Regions from separate parts of the Pan troglodytes genome. Here all the other regions are linked to region 2. The links are chromatin contacts, called in public Hi-C and HiChIP or PLAC-seq maps. All regions are on one chromosome and are shown on one strand. Each heading gives the region's core, a stretch centred on a gene start, on an enhancer-like site or on the middle of the called end of the contact. The rest is flanking DNA. Distances are from core to core; before and after follow the strand shown.

Region 1 (3,833 bases), core at 519-3,018, 220 kb after region 2:
TGCAGTGTGCTGAGATCGTGCCATTGCACTTCAGCCTGGGCAACAAGAGCTAAACTCCGTCTCAAAAAAAATAAAATAAAATAAAATATAGTTTTGGGCCAGGCACAGTGACTCACGTCGGTAATCCCAGCACTTTGGGAGGCCAAGGCGAGAGGATCACCTGAGGTCCAGAGTTCAAGACCAGCCTGGCCAACATGGGTGAAACCCTGTCTCTACTAAAAATGCAAAAATTAGCCAGGCATGGTGGTGGGCACCTGTAATCCTAGCTACTCAGGAGGCTGAAGCAGGAGAATCACTTGAACCCAAGAGGCAGAGGTTGCAGTGGGCCAAGATTGCACCACTGTACTCCAGCCTGGGCGACAGAGTGAAACTCCATCTCCAAAATAAAAATAAAAATAAATAAAATTTAATTTTGAAAATAAGTATCATAATAAAGAGTGTTAAAACAGTTATCTTAATTATTTTTTCAATGACTTCTAAAAACTGTCCTGTGAATAGTTTTGAAGATTCTATTTTCCACAGGAGGAAGAATAATTCTCAGTGAAGAGGGAAAAAGGAAGAACATGAAGGAGTAGTCAGTTCATGAGAGGAGAGAGAACTTTTTATACTAAACCTGTGAGAAACTTAGCTGAGATAATTATTTTTCATAAAAAATTTTAAGAGAAGAAAAATCAAGATATAGTAGTCATTTTTACACATCAGTCATGCCTACCAATAGTAAATTAAATAAGAAATTTATGAAAAGTCAGTGTCCTATTCGTAGGTGAGTCTTGGATAAACTCACTTAATATAATTAAAAGCACAGCTATAACCACACACACATAACCACTCTGCTTGTGCAGAGGCTAAGTTAGATCATAGCTCTGCCAAGTTAAGCATCTCATGGAACTTCTCATATTAAAGAGTTATTGTTTTCACTGCAAATTAAAACAGGCACTTAAATTCTTCCTATGAAAACCATCCATTTTACTTTTTCAACCTCTCCACTATAGGTTAGACAAACAGCATGAAGCATTCGGAAATATCAAATTGATACGTGCTTTTATTTAACATATAATCTTTCTTTCCTCAATCCTTCAGTAGCCCCTGCTACTTTGCTACCTCAAAATTGTTTCTTTCTCTAACCACAATTCCTTATTTCAGCAATTCCTATCCAAACTATTATATATGTTATGATTACTTTGGAACATCTTTGTATCACAAATTAAAGATGCCTAACAATGTTTACAGGAATATGTATATTCAGAAACATGTACACTTATAAGTGTATACAGACATACTATAGAGAATGTATATATCATATATTTTAAATATATAATATACATACATCTGTACAATAAATATAATACATTCACGAAAAGGAGAGAGAGCTCCCCATTTTGGCTGCTCTTCCCCTCCTGGCCTCCTTCTCCACTGCTTGGGTCTTTCAGCAAACTCTAGCTTTCTGTCAGGACTTTGCAGATGCCGCGTCTACACCTTCCGGTTTTCTAAGTGAGTGCCACCCTGGTGAATACCCATAGCGTGACTGTCTCTTGTTAGTTCTTCTCCGCAGTTGCTCAAGGGTTGTAACTGGCACCAGAACAAACGAGACAGTAAGACGCCCTGGGCACCAGCATTGCCTAACCAGGGCGATGTGCCAGGTCAGGCCACCACTTTGCAAGCACTGATGCTACCCAGCAAGGCTTCGGTTTTCCTTGCCTGCAACATGGTACCGCCTCAGGCACAGGAGAGGCAAGAGAAATGACCTTCAAGATCATTCTTGTAAACTAGGTAAAAGAGCGCCATCTGCTGAACACAAGCGCCTCTATAGGTTTTCCTTGTTGGCTAACGGGATACCTAAAGGAATATGCCCCACCAGGCTTGTTATTCAAGTCTCACCGGCCACTCTGACCTTCAATGCAGGTGACCCAGTTCCCCTTAAGCTGGATCAGCTAATTTGACACAAAATCATACTGCTCCAGGTGGTCACAGGTAAACTTGAGTGCTTTACTCACATGGAACATTCATGTCAAGTCCAAGACAAAAATCCACAGCAATGAGAACTGGTATATACATGCCTGCCAGAATCATCAATGTCTGAAAGAAACCATGATGACTTTCACATATGTCGTGTACAGTAAGCGCAGTGCCAGGAGGGTAAGCAAGAACTAGTCAACAACAAATCACAAAACAAAAGAATTAACTGACACAGATTTAGAAATTACTGGCTCACCGGCATCTTTCTAATGGGAAAAGATGAATACGTTTACCCTTAAAAACATAGGAATGTATGTGTACTGGCATGGAATAAAGTTTCCCTAGTTCTAGAAACAAGGAGCTTTCTCTACTTTGCATTCTTTCTTTGTGAGGAAAATACTTAATCATAACCATTCCTAAATGCCTCTTAATTTACCATTTCCTCATACGTAATTCCTGGTTGCATACTATGGGAGCAGTCTAAATAGTACTGCTCATTTGAAAAGTTGGCTTTCAGTTGCATACAGGAGGGTCTGGACTCTCAGATCTTGGCTTTTTCCTGGAATTTCCCACACAAAGTCAAAAGAAAGAGAATGTCAGAGAGCTAGTCTATTGAGCAGGCCAGAGAGTAGCATTTTGCCCAGAATGAAGTAATGTCTACAGTCTTACTTTTGCACAAAAAAATGAAATCAGATCCTATGCAAGGGCACATGTAGTTTTTAACACCTTTCACTCGTTCATATGCTTTTTCTCCTTCATCTGGAAGGAGCTTCCATTAGGCAGTCTTCTTCATTTACTTGAGGCTTCCCACAAAAAACAGAAGCAGAGTATTTTCTTTTTCTTTTTTTGTTTGGTTTTTTTTTGAGACGGAGTCTCACTCTGTCACCCAGGCTGGAGTGCAGTGGCACGATCTTGGCTCACTGCAAACTCCGCCTCCCGGGTTCAAGCAATTCTCCTGCCTCAGCCCAAGTAGCTGGGATTACACGCGCCTGCCACCACGCCCGGCTAATTTTTTTTGTATTTTTAGTAGAGACGGCATTTCACTGTGTTAGCCAGGATGGTCTCGATCTCCTGACTTTGTGATCCGCCCGCCTCGGCATCCCAAAGTGCTGGGATTACAGGTGTGAGCCACGGCACCCAGCCCTCAGAGTATTTTATTTTTCTAGGAAGCAGGGATATACTAAATAAGACTCTATAAAAATAAAACTTTCACGCCTATAATCCCAGCACTTTGGGAGGCCAAGGCGGGCGGATCACAAGATCACGAAATAGAGACCATCCTGGCTAACACGGTGAAACCCCGTCTCTGCTAAAAATACAAAAAATTAGCCAGGCGTGGTGGCGGGTGCCTATAGTCCCAGCTACTCGGGAGGCTGAGGCAGGAGAATGGCGTGAACCCGGGAGGCGGAGTTGCAGTGAGCGGAGATCGTGCCACTGCACTCCAGCCTGGGCGACAGAATGAGACTCTGTCTCAAAAAAAAAATTAATTAAAAAAAATAAAACTGAACAAAAAATTACTAGAAGAAAATAATAATGTACTAAACCAATTCTTTTTAAAATTTATTGAGGCTGGAAAAAAGGCATAAACTGTAATTAAGCAACAAAAGCAAAAGAAATGACCCTGAAGTCGATTTTGTTACTATCACTAGTAGTTTTAAATGTTTCTTCCATGAACATACTACTTCTGCCTGATTATAAAGAACACATTTATTCCACAAATGCATATTGGGCACTTATTCTATACAAGGCACTGTATTAGGCATTGGGTCTCTGCACTCAATAGTTTAGCTATATTTTGGTAGAGAATATAGGCCAACAATAAGCCACAGGATAACATCTCTGTCTGCCCAAATCACATTATGCTGAGGAAGTTTAAT
Region 2 (3,488 bases), core at 837-3,336:
CTGATGTGCTTTGTGCACATTCTCGGACGCTGCAATGCCCATACTAAGGCAACATAGCACAGAAATTGGCAGCAATGCTATCAGCAAGAATTTGGCTTCAGAATCAAGAGTGATTCATCATACATTCTAGCAGCAGAAAAACACACCGCTATTTTAATCCCTTGCTGGTATCAAGAATCAAAAAACAGTGAAATGTAATTAAGCAAAAGCAACAAAAAAACCTATCAGCTGTAATATTTGTCAAAAAATTATTCACTTTTACGAGTTTTCCGCAAGTCACTTAGAAAACAACGGGCTACTTACCTTATTTCATGATATTTATTACAATGACAAATCAAGTTTTAATACAAAATCAAAAGACAGGCAGTCCAAACTTCTGCAAAGTAACATACTGAAATTCTAAACTTGGGCAAACAAATTTCTCATTTACTTTACAGCAAATAAAATTCCTCCTAGTGTTTTAAAAGTAATCCACTTCTTTCTTCTTCTCTCTCCATTTCTTAGATGACTCCAATTTAAAGTCTAGGTGAGAGAAAGTACAGCATGGAAACCTAATACTGTGGGCGATTTATTCGGAACACTTTTCATTTTTCAGAGGTACCTTAACACTGAGATAATAAACACTGCTGATCTAAAATAATAATGGAACCCACTTAAGTCCGATTGCTGTATTTAATGAGCATGAAACAAATTTCATGGGCTACTCTCTCCTAATGAGACTATATAAATGATCATTAGCCTTATCGACCAATATTTCTGTAGAATTTCCCCATATATTAAATCTATGGTTTATTATAACAAAAACTTTTTAAATTAAACGCTACTCTATTGTCATGACCAGGTCCTCACGGGGCAGAAGCGGATTTACCAAGACCTGCACCGAGTACCGTCTCGGGAACCCCTACCTTTTCAAACACCTCTTCCTTCTCCCTGCGCTTCCGTTTTCGGGGTCTCCGGTTCACTCGAATCCATTTCGTGACCTGAGGTTCAAAAACCACAGCATTTCAAACAAGGCGACAGGGTCCTGACGGCCGTCCCCCAGCGCGAGAAAGCAGAGACCCCCGGCCTCGCGACCTGGTCTTCCCCGCACCTCGGGAGGCCACCCGCGCCCGCCCGCGGAACTCGCCGGGCGCCTCAGCGCAGGGGCCGCGACGTTCGTCACGGCCGCTCCCCGCGCCCGAGCCGGAGCCTGGCGGGTAGTCCCCGCGCCCGCGCGCCGCAGCGCAGAGCCAGGGCCTCTCGCCAGCCGCGGTCTCGCGTCGGCGCCACCGGGGCGCAGGGACCGCGCCGCCCGCACTCACCTCGGCGCGCACTTGCCGCGCGAGCCCGCACTCCGCCCCGGCGCGACGCTCCCTCTGCAGCGGCTGCGGGGGAAGAAGACACAGTCAAGTTTACCGCGGGAGCGGCCCCGGCCTCCCTGCCCCGCGCCCGCTAACTCGGCGTGCCCGCCCCGTACCTCGCCCGCGGCCGGGGAGGACGCAGCGGCGGCGCGGGAGCCCGCGCCCTGCGCCCGCCCGGGGTCCGCATCACCTCAGGCGCGGCGCGGGCGGCGGGCGCGGGGCCTGGGCGGCGGCGCGGGCGGGCGGGCACCGAGCGGGGGCGGGGCCTGCCTTAAAGGTATAGCGGCCGCGCCGCCTCCCGCAGGTCGCCCTCCCGCCCGCGCCGGCATTGTATTGTTCTCCCCACGAACGGCGTGCTCCCGCTCCCGGGCTCCGGCCGCCCCGCGCCCCCGCGCCCCCGCGCACCTTGCCCCCGCCACCCCTCCCCGGGCTCCGGCCGCCCCGCGCCCCCGCGCACCTTGCCCCCGCCACCCCTCCCCCGGCTCCGCGCCCTGCGAGCGGCTTCCCGGCAGCGAGAGGGGCCCGCGCCGCCCGCCGCAGGCTGGAGGGAGCGGTGGCGGGGAAGGAACCCCGCCCGTAGCCAGCCTAGCGCGCTCCTGGAGTCGGAAACCTGGTCCCGGTGGCTTTCGCGTAGGGAAAGTAACTTTCCTAGTGGAGTTTTCTCCGGGACCGGGTTCTACGCCGTCGAGTAGACGTTTCCCAGTGGCCCCTCGGGGCTCCGGGCAGCGGCAGGTGACCTCCCAGGGGGCGAGGCCAGGGCGCAGAGAAACCCAGCCCCGCGCTCCCGCGAGTGTGGACCCGCAGCCCTCAGACTGCCGTGGACCCCCAGAACCACTGGGTAGAATTTAAAAAGAAGGGGTCAATCTGTTTTCATAATTAGGGAGAAAGTTTACACTTACTTTATAAAAATGTGCGATACCCCAAGATTTTCCTCCACCCGCCAAAGGCCTTCTCATCCGCATCAGCAGTTGCTGGAACCCGCCTGCCGGTGAGGGCGGGCCGGGGCGGAGAGTCGGGTTGTCCTGTTGCTTGCTGGGTCTTGACCATCCCTTTAACTTTATCACATTTCTTTAAAGAAAATCTGTCTTGCCCTCTCTTTATTGCTACTCCATCCTTCTTTCAAGATCAAAAGGTTTAGATCAAAGCCAAGATCAAACTCACTACTTTAAATAGCAGCAACTTTGCCATGGAGTATTTTACACAGAGGAGCTTAATGGCGACATCAGGAATTTATCCCTTCATTCCATATTCATAACTGGACTACTTAAAATTACACGGATGATGTATGTCTATTTCCTAAAACAAACAACAAGTCTGCTCAAATGAGGGATTCTTACTGTTTCCAGGAATACAAAAAAGTTGAAATCTAGAGAGCAATATAAATAGACGTGTTAACCATTTTGTGTCATTATTATAATAGCTAAGTGCTACGAAATGTGTGCTCATTTGCTAGAGATTTTTCAATGTGTTATTATATCTTTTAGTATAGACTGTACAGCCATCATATACAATTTTTTACTGTAAAGGAAATATATATAAATAGTTAATGGTTTGGAAATCTTGCACATAGGCAGGTAAATAATTATAAATGGTGAAGTGGATTACTCTGAGCTGCTTAATTTTAAAGGGAAAGAGAACTTTAAACTCTTCAACCTTTTATGCTGCTAATAACAGTTCCACAATCAATAGAAATCTATCTTGGCAGGCACTTCCTTTTACCCACTAGAATTTTTTTCCTTGGGAGTTCACGATCCCCAGAAACTCTGATATGAGCCATTCAATATTGATGTACTAAAACAGTGCTCTGCTTAAATACAGTTTTTCAACATACAGTCTTGGAAGAAACAAAATCCAAAATAAATTCCAATAGTCCAGTAACAGGAATAAAGACAACTATTGCAAATTAAATCTTACAGACTTATATGAAAGCTGTTGTTAACAGCTAGGTACTAGTTATTTGAAAAGTTTTTTCCCTTTGCAGTTTTTAACTGGTTGCAGTCACACACGCACACACACATTCTTAATTCTATAAATCCCATTGAACCACTGGAAAGATCTTAGAAACTGAGACCTGGAAACCCTGTCTTGCTCTGCTACTGACACAGTCTCCTTTCTTCCTAGCACCCAGATCATGGATAACCTAACGGT
Region 3 (3,859 bases), core at 207-2,706, 200 kb after region 2:
AGCACCTCCCTTCCCCACCCCACCTGGCAGTGGAAGAGACCACAATCCCCCTTCCACAGCTCTCATCCAGGGAATGGTAATAAGTCCAGAAAAACATCTAGACCTGGGCAGACTTTACTTCCACAGTCTAAAAGGAAGGGAAAAAAATGGTATTTGACAACCAACCACAAATTTTGAATATACAGTTCTCCTGCTTTTAAGCATAAAAGCAGTCTTGTTGTTGCTAAGTTATGATCACCACCATATTTTTCAAAATTTGTGCCCAGGACCATTTGGTCTTATGGTACTCAGGCTTGCCACTCTAAAAATACAGAGTTAAGCATGTTTAAATCACTTCAAATATCGCAAAAAGCAGCAAACACACAGCCTACCTGCTTGGGCATGCAAACTTGAAAAGAGAAGCTTTAGAGAATGGCCTGCAGGTCAACTCATTCTGTATTTGGCAGACCGATGTCAGGAAGGAGCTATAGAAAACAGAATCCTGTGCATGAAAAATACTCTGCCTTTGGTTCCCTCAGGCCAGAACTTGGAACTGCTAGCAAACATGCCTTAAAAAACTGCAATTCTCATGAAGTGCTAAAAACTCCCAAGTAAATAGGGCCCCTCAAACCCATGTACAAATAAGAAACATTTAATGAACAACTCTTTTTTCACCAACACCTCTACTACTTAAATTAAGGCCAGCAGACTCTTCAAAGGGACAAAAGAAGCCCCCCCTCCATTAAGAAAAATTCTATATATAGACATCCAAGACAATTATATGATGCAGCACGTAACCAAATATATATAATTATCCTAGTTCCTGCATTCCCATTATCTTCATAAACATAGGATAAAAATCAGTCTAAATGACTTTCTCAGACCTCCTCAAGGATTAAGGCAAGCCAGCCAGTCTTTAAAGTACATACATGTAGTAAAGATCAAAAGCAAATGTTCTGGTCAGTTCTTTTCTGCTCATGGTTTTACTAAGAATGTGTGCAGTTTTCAGGGAAAACACCACAAATGACAGCTGCTCAAAAGCATGGGAATTAATTGGCAGCAGGAATTTCCTTGACTAATAGGGAAAAACTTGAAGTCACATGTTTTGATGAGCTTATTTTTCCCATCCTTAGTCAAGCATATTCACTGCTAATGATTAAGATTTTAAAATGGAAATATAACCAAGTACATTCTCTATCTTTTCTCAGTGGAACACAGATACCCATTAATGACTGAACAATGGCATTAATTAATAGATTTTAGCTTAAATAAATACAGGGAACCAAACCAGGACACAACAGCAAAAGTGCATTTGTTAAAAAATAGTAGCACGTGACTCCTCCTCCAACCCCCACAGTAAGCCATCTGCTTTGGGCTGTTTTTCTAGCAGTAGGGATAGATTTACACTGATCCATCCACAGTCTATCTGACTCAGGGTCTCTCAAGTCATTGCCCTTGTGACCGGTGGTGAGAATGGACAAGACAGCTGGTCAGGATTAGGTGAGTAGCCTGTGGCCTTGGGACCAAGTCATGTTACTGTGCCCAGAGCCTGATGCTATAACCTTTGGCTCATTAGCATTATGCTGTCATCATCCAAGCTAACAGCCACTGATCAGCCATGATCCAACAGTCACCACTCAGGGGGCACTATGTATTCTCAATCCCAGCAACAATGTGAGCCTTTTCTTTTCAACACAGTCTGAACTGAGCCCATGACACTCAAAGGCTCGTGCATGAGGGAGTCTGCATTAAAATTGTCCCTCAAGGCAGCAATGAGATGTCCAAGCATGAGCAACCATAGCCCCTCCATTCTAATCAAATGACAGCTCTGACAGAGCTCAAGGAAAGCAAGACATAGTCAAAGAATTTCCAAAATGCATGTACCCCAAGTGCCACAATGGAACAACATACCTGGCCATCCCCAGACTTGGAAAGTTGGCAGGGACGATGAGAACATCCAGCCGAGAGAACGGGTGTGTTCCCAGAACAGAATGTGCTGCTGAGAGGCAAGGAGGGATCAGCCGCAGAAGGGTCTCTTGGCAGGCACCCGTGAGGCACACAGGGGCAAAGACCCGATGAGGAATGATCTCCTGGGTGGTGGCAGAAGCATTCTGGAAGCGGCAGGGGTATTCCATGTGACTGCAAACACCAACATGCCTGGGAATAACACAAAATAAATGGTAAAACATGTTTATTATTCTTGCTGTGGAGGTGAGGCAATCTTGCAGATGTAGACAACTTTTAGGAGACAGAGGTTCAGACAGACTCACAAGCAAAGACTGTTCATTTCAATTCTTGGCTTGACTGGCTCTGTGCAGCAGTGAAAATTTACAGGACAAAAACGTATTCATGTGTTTGAATCAACACACTAGCTTCAATCTAAGATAAGAGAAAGCAGTAAAATCTTGTTTTAGAATAAACTTTGTTGTGGGGGGACCTGTAAAGACTCCAAACAATAAAACTTCTCACCAAAATACAAACAGTTCCTGCCCTCGGTTAGATGTTTTCAAGTATCACCATATGAACAATCTCCAAATTAGAGACAATTCATAACTCAGAAAGGAAGGAGCAGTACACACAAATTAAAGATCCAATTCTGGGATTACCTAGAATAAAAGACTTGGACTGAGGGAGAACCATGAACCAAATGAAAGTTACAGGCTCAAACTCCTCGAAAGAACACAAACCATTTTACTGAATAGTTCTTTACACAGCCCATCAAAAGCTGTTATTAAGGAATACAGAGGCACTTTTGATACAGTATTTTTCCCAACCCACTTTCAGAACAAATTTAACTGAGCCAGCCTTTTAAGGAAACAGATCAGACCCCAGCCTGCTTCATCTGACCACTGCCAGTTATTCCATCAAAGGCGGAACTGAAAGAGAATTCCTAGAACCTGACTCACAGGACTCAAGAGAACTTATCTACTCAAACCTACATCCAACAGTACTCAATTTTTTCACCTGCTAATATGTCTTTTATTCAAACACAATGAAAAACCCCTCTAATCATTATTTATTTTATTATTTTTTTTTTTGAGATGGAATCTAGCTCTGTCTTCCAAGCTAGAGGGCAGTGGCATGATTTAAGCTCACTGCAACTTCCACCTCCCAGGTTCAAGTGATTCTCTTGACTCAGCCTCCTGAGTAGCTGGGATTACACGTGTGTGCCACCACGCCTGGCTAATTTTGTATTTTTAGTAGAGACGGGGTTTTACCATGTTGGCCAGGCTGGTCTCAAACTCCTGACCTCAGGTGATCCACCCGCCTCAGCCTCCAAAACAGCTAGGAGTACAGGCATGAACCACCGCAACCGGCCTATTATTATTTAAGACAGGATTTCACTCTGTTGCCCAGGCTGGACTGCAGTGGCAGGGTCATAGCTCGCTGTAGCCTCCAAGTCCTGGGCTCAAGCAATCCTCCTACCTCAGCCTCCTGAGTAGCTAGGACTACAGGCATGTTGCCATGCCACATCCAGCATTTTTTTTTTTTAAGAGATGGGGTCTGGAGATGGGGTCTCACTTTGTAACCCAGAGTGGTCTCAAACTTCTGGCTTCAAATGATCCTCCTGCCTCAGCCTCCCAAAGGGCTGGAATCATAGGCATGAGCCACTGCACCCAGCCAATTATAACTACAGGTGCTCACTTGATTCACAGTGAATAATGAAAAATCTTAAGATGCTGGCATGTCCCAATATGGGCAGAATGCAACAATAATTCCTCTCCAAATGTAAGAAGTACCTTTCACTTACCCAAGGCCAGCGCTCAGGAGACCAATATGGCTAGGTACAGATAAGCCTCACCTTCTAGCAGCATGGTTCATAGAACACAGCTTCCAGCACTGAAGGCATTTCACCATAACGGAGAGTAAGAAAATGGAT
Region 4 (3,758 bases), core at 1,023-3,522, 140 kb after region 2:
TTCCTTTTACACTAATTCAATTTCATTTGAAGGTAAATGGTCTAACCCAAAAAACATTACCAACCCCATTCTATGTGGGCTGTGCCATCCCACAGCAATTGATTGCCAAGAGACACTAGTAAACTTTTCCAGCCCACATTCTGCCCAGACAATGGGCTGAGTGGAAACTCAATACAACAGATAAGGGTTGATGACTCAAGTCTCCAAACAAATTTTTGGTTAAATACAGCCTCAAAAGCTAATCACTACATGCACCCCACCCAAGCTAGAAATAGGGCATTCACTAACAGTCAACAACTTAAAGGATCAAAAACTTGGAACTTCAGACACATAAAATTAAACTGGACACAAAGGCTATTGCCACAGCAACATGGACAAATTTTTAAAACATACAGCAAATGTCTTTATTTTTATTTATTTTTTATTTTTATTTTTTGAGACGGAGTCTTGCTCTGTCACCCAGGTTTGAGTGAAGTGGCGCAGTCTTGGCTCACTGCAGCCTCTGCCTCCCAGGTTCCAGGGATTCTCTTGCCTCAGCCTCCCAAGTAGCTGGGATTACAGGTACACACCACCATGCCCAGCTAATTTTTGTATTTTTAGTAGAAAAGGGGTTTCACCATGCTGGCCAGGCTGGTCTCGAACTCCTGACCTCAAGTGATCCACCTGCATTGGCCTCCCAAAGTGCTGGGATTACAGGCGAGAGCCCCCATGCCTGGCCAAAAACACACAGTAAACGTTTTGAGAGGAAAAAACAAGCTGCAGGTTCCTAATGACACTGTCCACATTAAGTTTTAAAATATGGCAAGCAATACTAAATACATTCCGAATACACATGAAGTAAAATAATAAAGATACACATGAGAATAGAAAATTATAGTGGTTGCTGGGAGAGGGGCAGAGAAAGGAATGAAATCAGGGAAGGTAACATAGGGAGCTTCCACTGCATTGGCCTGTGTAGTCACAAGGCCCCACTCATCCCACACTTGGTTTAATGATCTGCTGTCACTGTCTTGAAACTCCTGTTAATGTTATCTTTGGACCTACACTTTGTAAGTGAAATCTGATGCAGCAATGGAGCATGCATGGGAGCAAAGAAGCTTGGTGCAAAATGAAAATATGGGACACACAAATTATGTGTGTCTGCCACCATTTCTCACCACCTCATCCATACTAGCAGTCAAAATGCCCATGAACAAAGAATTCCAGTGGACCCTCAATGCACGGGAATTCGGTGAGACTCAAAGTGAGTACAAGGTAGCCGTGTTACATCTAAAATTGAAGAAAATAGATGTTCTCAAGTCAGCAAGCACAGTCCTTCAGATCAAGTGATTTGCAGGTATGGTTACTCCCAGACAACTGCCTTCCCCAAACTGGTGAACTGCACTATTTCTGGTACATCTCAGTCTGGAAAGAAGAGGAAGTCACCTGTGGCCTCCAAGCTGCTTTACTAGGGAATGAGTGACACAGGCCTGCTATCCCAGTTGTTATGACCATTCGTGCTAAAGCAGCCTAGGAATTAGTAATTTTGGTCAGTTGTTTTAGTCAGCATTGGATTCGTTCATTTGCAGCTTTGGAATTTTTCTTAGTCATCAACAAATCTTTAAATTGGTGGTCACTGTCTGTAGGCAAATCTCCAGAGTGTTCTGTCAGAATGGAAAACAGCCAGGGGAGCATGGGTTGAGAAAACAGGAAGGATTTATATTATAAACATGTTACTCTGTCCGGCCTCTCATTTTCCTGGCTGGTCTGAAGTTATAGCTTTATTTGATACTTTGACATGGTTGAAATGAAAGGCAACTGGCTTAAATTACCTCGTTACAGGGAAGTGACTGCACCAGTATATAAGAAGCCAGGTTTATTCACCAAGAAATGTTCCCTGATATTCCGAATCAGAACAGATCCTATCAGGGCTGGGAAGACTTTCTGAAGAATGATAAGGGGTGCTGACCACAGTTTCATTCTAACTTCAGGCCAAGGTGTTTGCAAAGGGAGCATTCAGCTATCCTGGCTAGAAAACTAGGTGTCTTCCAGTCAGGAAAAGAGTCTGACAGAATAAGAAATCAGAAAGAAAAACAAATCTACTCTTCAGTGTATGAGGTGAATGTTATCACTGTTTTAATGTACATTCAAATAATATGGGCTACGCAAAGTAGGAAGAATGCCTCAGATACAGTATTTTCTTTCCCTCTGTGAATCATGTGGAACAGGCAGACTTATACGTGGACTGCTGAGGCTGACACTGAAGTGACCTCTGAAAGCAAACAGGCCAGAGAAACTGTTATGTAAACTGAAATGACTAGACATTCCAGGCCACCTCGGCCGAGAGTGGGCCGTGCTGACTACAGCCTGGTACCTGGAAATAGCAAGTACTTCTAAACAGAAAGGGGATAAATGCAAATCTTCTGTGATTTTACATTAAGCATTGTATAAAATTTTGTAAGTGATGGAAATCTAAAACACTTCAAAATTTCAGAGAAAGGCTTTATAAACTTGATAGGTAATAACAGAAAGGCTTTGCTGTTTCAAATCTGAATGGTAGGAAGTAAATTTAATCAAAATAGCAGGCAGCAGACTGAAAAGTATATAATACAATATGGACTAATGTGTCATTAGCTCATCTTCACTGCAATGAGATTAGCTTCCCATAGCATCATAATTAGATCTTGGAATTTTGCTGGGTTAGATTTATGTCCAAATGACATACAGCCAGAAATAAGTTTCATGCATTTCACACCAACATTTTGACTTATTTTAAATAAGGCTGCTATTAAAAAATCCTCACATTTTATAAACTGATTATGAGTCACCAAACTCTTCAAAATCCCTTAAGTAAACAGTCTAAAAAATCCAATTTGAACACTGGTTACATTGATGCTGGCTGTATTTTTAATCAACCAATAAGCTTTATTTGTAAAACCAAAGATTTGGTTTGAAAAAGACTTATATTTGATGTACTTCACACCAAAAATTTCCATATTCAAATAAATTGTTTTTTTAAAAATCCTCCAATTCTATATACTGATTGAAATCATCAATCTCTTCTAATGCCTTTTCTTAAAGTAAACAATCTAAAATTTTGAAAGGTAGCTTCCTTGATGCTTGAAGCTACCTTCAAATTTTAGATTTTACATGTAAAGCCTATTAGTTTATTAAAAACATTATTATGATTAGTTTTTAATGAACTAGTAGACATCATTTGTAAAATTTAAAGTTTGGTTTCCAAATGCCAGGAGGCCTGGATAGAATCATCAGAGAGGAGTCCTGTATTTCCTTTGTGCATGAGAGTTAATAGGATTAGGGCTGGAAGAATTGAATAAACCCTGAGCTGGTTAAGATGGATGTATCACATTTCAGAGTTCCCATTTCATAACCGGCATGCCCCACATTTCACAAAATAAAACACGCTGGTGAGCTTATTTAAATGATTCTTCAGAAATACACTGATTTCAGAAACTTGAAAAGGGCACGCATGTCCATTTCCCCCTTGAGCCACATGGCTCTTTGTGTGCTCGGCCCTCCTGGCTTCAGGCCGACTCCTGCTTCCCAGTCAGTGACTCCTTGCTACGGTCTGGTTACATGGAAAAAGAGAATAAAGACTTTTGTGTTCGGAGAATTTCTGTACGTAAATTAATAGTTTCTAATTTTCACAATGATGCCATTGGCAATGGCCCTCATCTCTGTAAATGTAGCAAATCTGAGTTAAAATGCCAAAGACCTGTTACCTTCCTCTAGATCATGTCATGGAACAGGGGTCTGCT

The links. Hi-C and Micro-C count contacts between places; a contact is called where the count stands out from the background. HiChIP or PLAC-seq counts read pairs in DNA pulled down with a chosen protein or histone mark.
Region 1: a Hi-C map of stem cell-derived neural progenitor cells shows a contact between it and region 2, with 6 times the contacts expected there. The contact joins two enhancer-like sites. A contact is called at or near these places in 2 of 7 Hi-C or Micro-C datasets (blood and stem cell-derived neural progenitor cells) and 1 of 1 datasets of contacts at active chromatin or transcription factors (stem cell-derived excitatory neurons).
Region 3: an H3K4me3 HiChIP or PLAC-seq map of stem cell-derived excitatory neurons shows a contact between it and region 2, with 5 times the contacts expected there. The contact joins two enhancer-like sites. A contact is called at or near these places in 1 of 7 Hi-C or Micro-C datasets (stem cell-derived neural progenitor cells) and 1 of 1 datasets of contacts at active chromatin or transcription factors (stem cell-derived excitatory neurons).
Region 4: a contact with region 2 is called in a Hi-C map of stem cell-derived neural progenitor cells, with 6 times the contacts expected there. The contact joins two enhancer-like sites. A contact is called at or near these places in 2 of 7 Hi-C or Micro-C datasets (blood and stem cell-derived neural progenitor cells).

The regions. Positions count from the first base shown.
Region 1 is chr11:43,720,578-43,724,410 of NHGRI_mPanTro3-v2.0_pri, forward strand. All of the region lies in intron 3 of AOPEP (aminopeptidase O (putative)), which reads right to left. Among named protein-coding and RNA genes, the nearest start is that of AOPEP, 57 kb to the right of the region's middle. Within about 2 kb of position 1,769, at least 10 of the 24 cell types and tissues checked have an H3K27ac peak or open chromatin away from gene starts, as enhancers often do. A contact at or near this core is called in stem cell-derived neural progenitor cells, where this site is marked.
Region 2 is chr11:43,497,870-43,501,357 of NHGRI_mPanTro3-v2.0_pri, forward strand. AOPEP (aminopeptidase O (putative)) reads right to left here. Exons shown (of 16, transcript XM_016961205.3): 12 at 1,302-1,364; 13 at 906-980. Among named protein-coding and RNA genes, the nearest start is that of MIR23B, 81 kb to the left of the region's middle. Within about 2 kb of position 2,087, at least 16 of the 24 cell types and tissues checked have an H3K27ac peak or open chromatin away from gene starts, as enhancers often do. A contact at or near this core is called in stem cell-derived excitatory neurons and stem cell-derived neural progenitor cells, where this site is marked.
Region 3 is chr11:43,703,050-43,706,908 of NHGRI_mPanTro3-v2.0_pri, forward strand. It overlaps AOPEP (aminopeptidase O (putative)), which reads right to left. Exons shown (of 16, transcript XM_016961205.3): 5 at 1,891-2,136. Among named protein-coding and RNA genes, the nearest start is that of AOPEP, 74 kb to the right of the region's middle. Within about 2 kb of position 1,457, at least 7 of the 24 cell types and tissues checked have an H3K27ac peak or open chromatin away from gene starts, as enhancers often do. A contact at or near this core is called in stem cell-derived excitatory neurons and stem cell-derived neural progenitor cells, where this site is marked.
Region 4 is chr11:43,633,474-43,637,231 of NHGRI_mPanTro3-v2.0_pri, forward strand. All of the region lies in intron 5 of AOPEP (aminopeptidase O (putative)), which reads right to left. Among named protein-coding and RNA genes, the nearest start is that of AOPEP, 140 kb to the right of the region's middle. Within about 2 kb of position 2,273, at least 9 of the 24 cell types and tissues checked have an H3K27ac peak or open chromatin away from gene starts, as enhancers often do. A contact at or near this core is called in stem cell-derived neural progenitor cells, where this site is marked.